2 separate regions of the Mus musculus genome follow, and region 1 is linked to region 2. Evidence: chromatin contacts called from public HiChIP or PLAC-seq data. All regions are on one chromosome and are shown on one strand. Each heading gives the region's core, a stretch centred on a gene start, on an enhancer-like site or on the middle of the called end of the contact. The rest is flanking DNA. Distances are from core to core; before and after follow the strand shown.

Region 1 (2,700 bases), core at 44-2,543, 98 kb after region 2:
GCTTAAATGCCTACTTCCAGGTTTATGTTTTGGGTTCACAAGCCCCACTCTTTGGAAAACACAGTATCCTTCAACTATTTACATTTTACCTGATAATTCTGTCATATAGTCTCTTCAACAGAAAAAGAGACTGTTTTCAGAGAGTAGTTTAGTGTCTGATTAAAACGACCAAAAGCTTTCCTGCATTTTACCTTAATTTACTGAGGTTAAAAAGAGTCTTAAAGTTGGCGAGGTGCTTTATAGATGATATAATTCCTTGCATTTAATGCCAAGTTTTGAAGCATCTCGAACATAGAAGGGAATTCAAGAAGAGAAAGCACAGGGTGTGGCGTCAACCCAGGAAACAGCTGAACCTATAAAGTGTTTGTATCCTCTTCCTTGCAAGGATTAGAAAAAGGTTTTGCTGCTCAGTAAAGAACACTTATGTTCATCTTGAAACACAACATCAGATCAGACTGTTTTGAAAGGGTTATATCTGTCCTTTCTGATCCCTGAGATCATCTTACTTCCAACCCCCCCCCCCGCCCCACCCCCATAAAGTTTGATGAAACTTAAGTCACTGAGGCTGAAGTGGAAAGTCGCTAGTTAAGGATGGGGACTATACTAATTTGTTCATGGTTTTCTTGCTTGCAGAGAAATTAGTTTCCTGCTTTTTAAGCAGATACTTATTAACTATATACAGTTGCCACTAGCCGTCTCCTCCACCTCCCTCCCATTTCACAAGAGAGAAGCATGTTTTAAACACAGAAAAGTCTCATATTCTCTACTCCTATCACATGAACTGCACTTCAGGACCTCAGGGTACTAACCCAGAGATGACTGCAGGCCTGGCTGCCCTAGGTAAAGGCAATCCTCCAGACTCTAGGTCTTGTGTCCTCCACCCACCACCCCAATCCCCATCCCCACGCGCCAGCTCCGCCCCAGCAAAGAAGATCCCAGAGTCCGGTGAGGCCTCTGCTCCACTAGTGTGGTCCAGGGAGAACGAAGGCCCCTAAAAGCTGCGACAGCGCCAGACCCAGCCAGCAGGAAGGGGAAGCCACCACAAGAAGGGTACCTCAGGGCCCAGCATGTCCCATCTTGCCCTAGACACTCAAGGTCCCTGTAGCCCCTACGATCCCTCAGTGCTCAGGGCCATCAGCCTACCACGTCCGCCACCCCTGGGTATCTCGGATCCAGTCTCCGTTCGCGTTCCGCGCTTCCTGCCTACCCTGCTTCCGAAGAGAAGACATACTGGACCCCAGCCGGGATCTCTGGCCCCAGCCGCCACCAGTCGCGCGGCGCTTCCGGATTCCTCTCGTGTAGGCCCGCCCACAATATTAGGAGTGCCTAATCCGGACCCGAATTCCCCGCCGCTGGATGTCAATCATCCATATTCGGGGGCGGATTGGTTCGTATGCGGCCCGGGCGTGGCTTAAACTCTGCCTCTAGGAGCCTGGCTCTGGAGCCTGCGCGGAAGGCAGACGGCCTGAAAGCTCTGCTCCTGTGGTTTGCGGTTTGCCCCTGTGATGGACGTGGGCCAAGACACAGCTGGGGACAGTACCGGCTCTGCACACTTGCGGAACTTGGAGTGCAAGCTGGAGAAAGGTTGCTGAGGAGAGAAGGAAGGTCTGGAGGCTTGAAGCAAGGCAAGGTTCCCCAGACACCTGCAATCCGTTCCGCGCGCCCCTCACCACGTCTGCCAGTTGTACCGCTGCACGGCTGGAGATGCTCCCATCTGTTTCGCGTCTACGAATCCCTCTCATTGTGTCGTCTTCCACTTTGCTTTTAGACCAGCTGTGTTACCGCGCTGGAGCCCTTGTTCCCTGTTGACATTGAGTCTTCACCCTTGAACTGCGTCTTCAGAAACATGACTGCCAAGTTCCTACATGGTCTGCAAGCTGGTGGTAACGTTCATGAAAGGTCAGATAGAGGAGCATGACCAAGAAGACTGTAAGGACCATATTCCAAAGAGATGGGCTCTTTGAAGGGAAATAATGCAGGAGCAAATGATTTGGGTTTCATCTTTGAGAAGATGAAAGAGGAAGACCTGATGTTATGAAGAGAATGCTCAAAACATTTTTAGAGCCTATCTAACGCAGGTTTGGATCTGGAAGGAGAGAAGGCGCGCGGTTGTTGCTATTGCAGGACTCTCTGGAACACTCACTCGGACATCAGTGAGAGTAGAAGCGAAGAGATGTCGCAGATGGACTCAAGCCAGGGTTGCTCCTGAAAGGCTTGGTTGGGCTCCAGTCTGTTGTTTGCGTTTTATACTCTAAAACCACAAGGTGGGGTGGGCAAGCAAGCGAAATTTTACAGATGCCTAAGAGGCAGTCAGCAGGTTGTTAAGGGTAACATAGCCCAATGTTTCTGCTATTTCTCCAGGTCGTTATGTTCCAAGTAGCCAGTAAAGACATGCTTGTCAAATAAGCAGGACAAGCAGTGCTTTGAATAAGTCATGAAATGAATCAATAAATCAGTATTTAATAATAGGTCTCTGCTGCTTTCTTCTACTTTACTGGTAAAGATCATGGAAGAAGCAACTTCAAACGGAGATGTGTAAAATTGATGCATTGAGCTTCGAAGTGAAATGACCCAATGTAAATGTCAAGGAAGTGGCTTCTGTCTCTCGGTTAAAAGGAGGTTGTAGCAGATGAAGCAAAAGTCCATTGCTAGCCCATTGCCATAAGGGAAATGTTGATCGTTAGCATCTGAGTTGTGACA
Region 2 (2,700 bases), core at 51-2,550:
GTGTTAGGAACAGGCGAAGACATGCCATGTCTGTTTCTCTCCAATGGTGGAAGTCCTAGGAATCACTCCCTTGGGATTTCCTTCAGGAAAGACCCTTAGCTACCGAGGGTGTTTTCGATCGATTCCACTGATGGCTCGTTTTCAGGATAAACGTTTTTTCTTTGAGCTTTTTTTTTTTTTTTTTTTTTTTTTTTTTTTTTGTGGTTCTGGAGATCAGACCCAGAGCCTCCACATGCCAACTGCACACTCCAGCACCAAGCACGACCCAACCTGCTCATTTTTCCTTCCTGTATCCTATAATCTTAACCACGGATTGATTTCTTCCTAGGAAGCAACGTTACAGATGTTCCTGCTTTTCTTCTGTGCGCTGTGATTTCAGCTCAAATTCATGCAATGAGTTGGTTTTTCATTTGTTTTGTTTGTTTGTTGTGTTTTGTTTCGTTTTTTTCACCTGCATATACTGATTTTCAAGGAAGGTTAGTACTGGACAGTCACACAAGGGTGTTTTGTCCGGGGCAGCCATCCTGGAGCTGAGCTGCATTCAATGACTGTGGAACCCTGCTCTGTCCCTAGACCAGGACCCTATCCAGCAAATAATCAAAAGGTGCTGATGGAACTGTGTGACCGGGGCCTCTCCTCACCTCTGGGAGGCTGGCATTAGAGTGCCTCAGAGAGCTGGCGGTGGAGAAAGCAAGAGCAGAAGCTGCCCCCAAACACCCGGAGCGCAGTGGCTGTGTTAGGACCAACCTCAGCCATCTTGGTCGGAAGAAGATCCAATATTATCACGCCTAAAACTCGCTTCTTTGCCATATTGATGATTTTGATTTAAAAGGAATTGAGAACCAATTAGTGTTGAGCAAATTCTACTTTTCACCTCTATTGCCTTGAATAAAGTACACACTTTCCCTTTGTGCACATACATAAAAGGAATGTTGCCAACAAATGGCTCCGGCCAGGAAGAGAGTGGTACTCACAAGCTTTGATCAGCGGAGGAATCTGCCTTGTGGCACAGCTGCCCCTGACTGCCCACACCCTCTCTGTAGAGCCCCATAGCATTTACGCTCCTGTGAGCCACTGCGCATGTGTGGACACCGAAATGCTTTTCTCCTATTACTTTCACGTTAAAATGAATTCATAGACTGGCTTAAGAACCGAAACTGGCAGGAGGAAGTGATTTGCTTTCCACCTAGAGCCCATATTTACTTTCTATTACCATTCTGACTCTTTTGTTCAGTGTCTAAAGTGGAAGAGTGTAACTTCCTATGGCTTTGTGTGGCTGGCCAGATGCACAGCCTTGCCACCTCAGGAGGAAGTCGTCCTCCACCCACCCACCCCCAGCCCCCCCGCACTGTACCGCAGCTTGGAGATCTAGATGTCACATGAAAAATAAGGGCTCAAACTGCTTTGTGGCAGTAGGGTGCCAGACTTTAGGGCTCATGCCTCTACCTGAAGTACAGTGGCCTAACGTTGCTCTGTGCCTGGCTGGTTTTCTGTACAATTAAGTTCATTTAAACACAGGGCTCCCTGGCCAAAATGTCATGGTGAAAACCACCAACCCAGTTCAACCTCTTTATTTTCTCCGTGGCTCCCTCGCGGGGGGAATGTACTTTACTATAGGTCAGAGAGTGAGTGGTTTGGCAGAGCTGCCTAGACCAGTCCCGAGGCCCCAGCAGCATCACAGAGACCTACCGCAGCTCCGAGCCCTGAGACCCAGCGCAGTCCTCTTGGATCTCACCCGGTCCACGTAAAAGTCTGTGCCTCCTGCCAAAGGTCACCGAGTTCAACCCGCCTCTAGCCAGAGCCCCACGGCCACAAAAATTACAGTTTTTGAAAGCCCAGAATGGCATCTTCAGTGTACAGTGTGTGTGTGTGTGTGTGTGTGTGTGTGTGTGTGTGTGTGTGTGTGTGTTGTGGCTCTGAAGGAGATGGACCCTTTTAGGGAAAGGAAAGGACAGAAAAAACCCAAAGCAAAAAACAAGACAGCCTTGAATAGCCATTCTGCTGACCCCAAACAACTGTAAACAGTAGCAATAGAAAAAACATTTAACCTCTGAGTTCTGCTCCTAGAAAACAAGACAATGCACGGGCTACTGTTTCGGACAGAGCAGCGGGCCCCTCCCCTTGACACACCCTCCAAGGCCTCTAAGACCCCCTTATGCTAATCCCTGGTTTCACGTGGGTCTTTTTCTCCAGTATAGTTCAAACAACTACACTGAGGTTTCTCAACTCCCCCCACATCTGCTTTAACACAGCAAAAAACACACATGAGTTTGCCTAACATCTGCTCGCTTCTCAGTGTTGTTCCTAGGAGGATGTGAACCAGTGGTCTACGTAATAGTGGAAATGCCGTCCTTGGGTGTTCTAGTCACTAACAATTAAAAAACTATTATTGTTAACCAAGAGCAGTTACTGGTATATAATCCCCTGCCCCCCCCCCCCCACAGTACAGTTATACTTGAGAGACCATGTTCTTTATTTAGAGAGAACAAAATTAACTACTTTTTTTTTTTTTTTCCAAACAGGGAAAGGCATGAATACAGTCCCTTGACACACAAAGCAGGCAATCAAGTTTCACACAGTTGGGAGAGTCTTTGGGATTGCGTGCTCTCTGTAATGGGAGCCTGGGTGGTGGTGGTGGTGGTGGTGGTGGTGGTGGTGGTGGTGATGGTGGTGGTGGTGGTGGTGGTGGCGGTGGTGGTG

What was found. HiChIP or PLAC-seq counts read pairs in DNA pulled down with a chosen protein or histone mark.
Region 1: a BATF HiChIP or PLAC-seq map of CD8 T cells shows a contact between it and region 2, with 29 read pairs. The contact joins the promoter of Erich1 here to the enhancer-like site in region 2. A contact is called at or near these places in 1 of 39 promoter capture datasets (the SN4741 cell line), 1 of 15 datasets of contacts at CTCF or cohesin (CD8 T cells), 10 of 484 Hi-C or Micro-C datasets (CD4 T cells, CD8 T cells, DN3 thymocytes and 7 more), 6 of 115 datasets of contacts at active chromatin or transcription factors (CD8 T cells, T-cell acute lymphoblastic leukemia, effector CD8 T cells and 3 more) and 1 of 9 other capture datasets (adipose tissue).

Annotation. Positions count from the first base shown.
Region 1 is chr8:14,089,034-14,091,733 of GRCm38.p6, forward strand. Erich1 (glutamate rich 1) reads right to left here and starts at 1,294. Exons shown (of 6, transcript NM_001034862.2): 1 at 1,208-1,294. The coding sequence starts at 1,229.
Region 2 is chr8:13,991,456-13,994,155 of GRCm38.p6, forward strand. The region is part of intron 1 of Gm5907 (predicted gene 5907); the gene reads left to right. Among named protein-coding and RNA genes, the nearest start is that of Gm5907, 6.7 kb to the left of the region's middle. Within about 2 kb of position 1,301, at least 64 of the 459 cell types and tissues checked have an H3K27ac peak or open chromatin away from gene starts, as enhancers often do. A contact at or near this core is called in CD8 T cells, T-cell acute lymphoblastic leukemia, Th1 cells and 5 more, where this site is marked.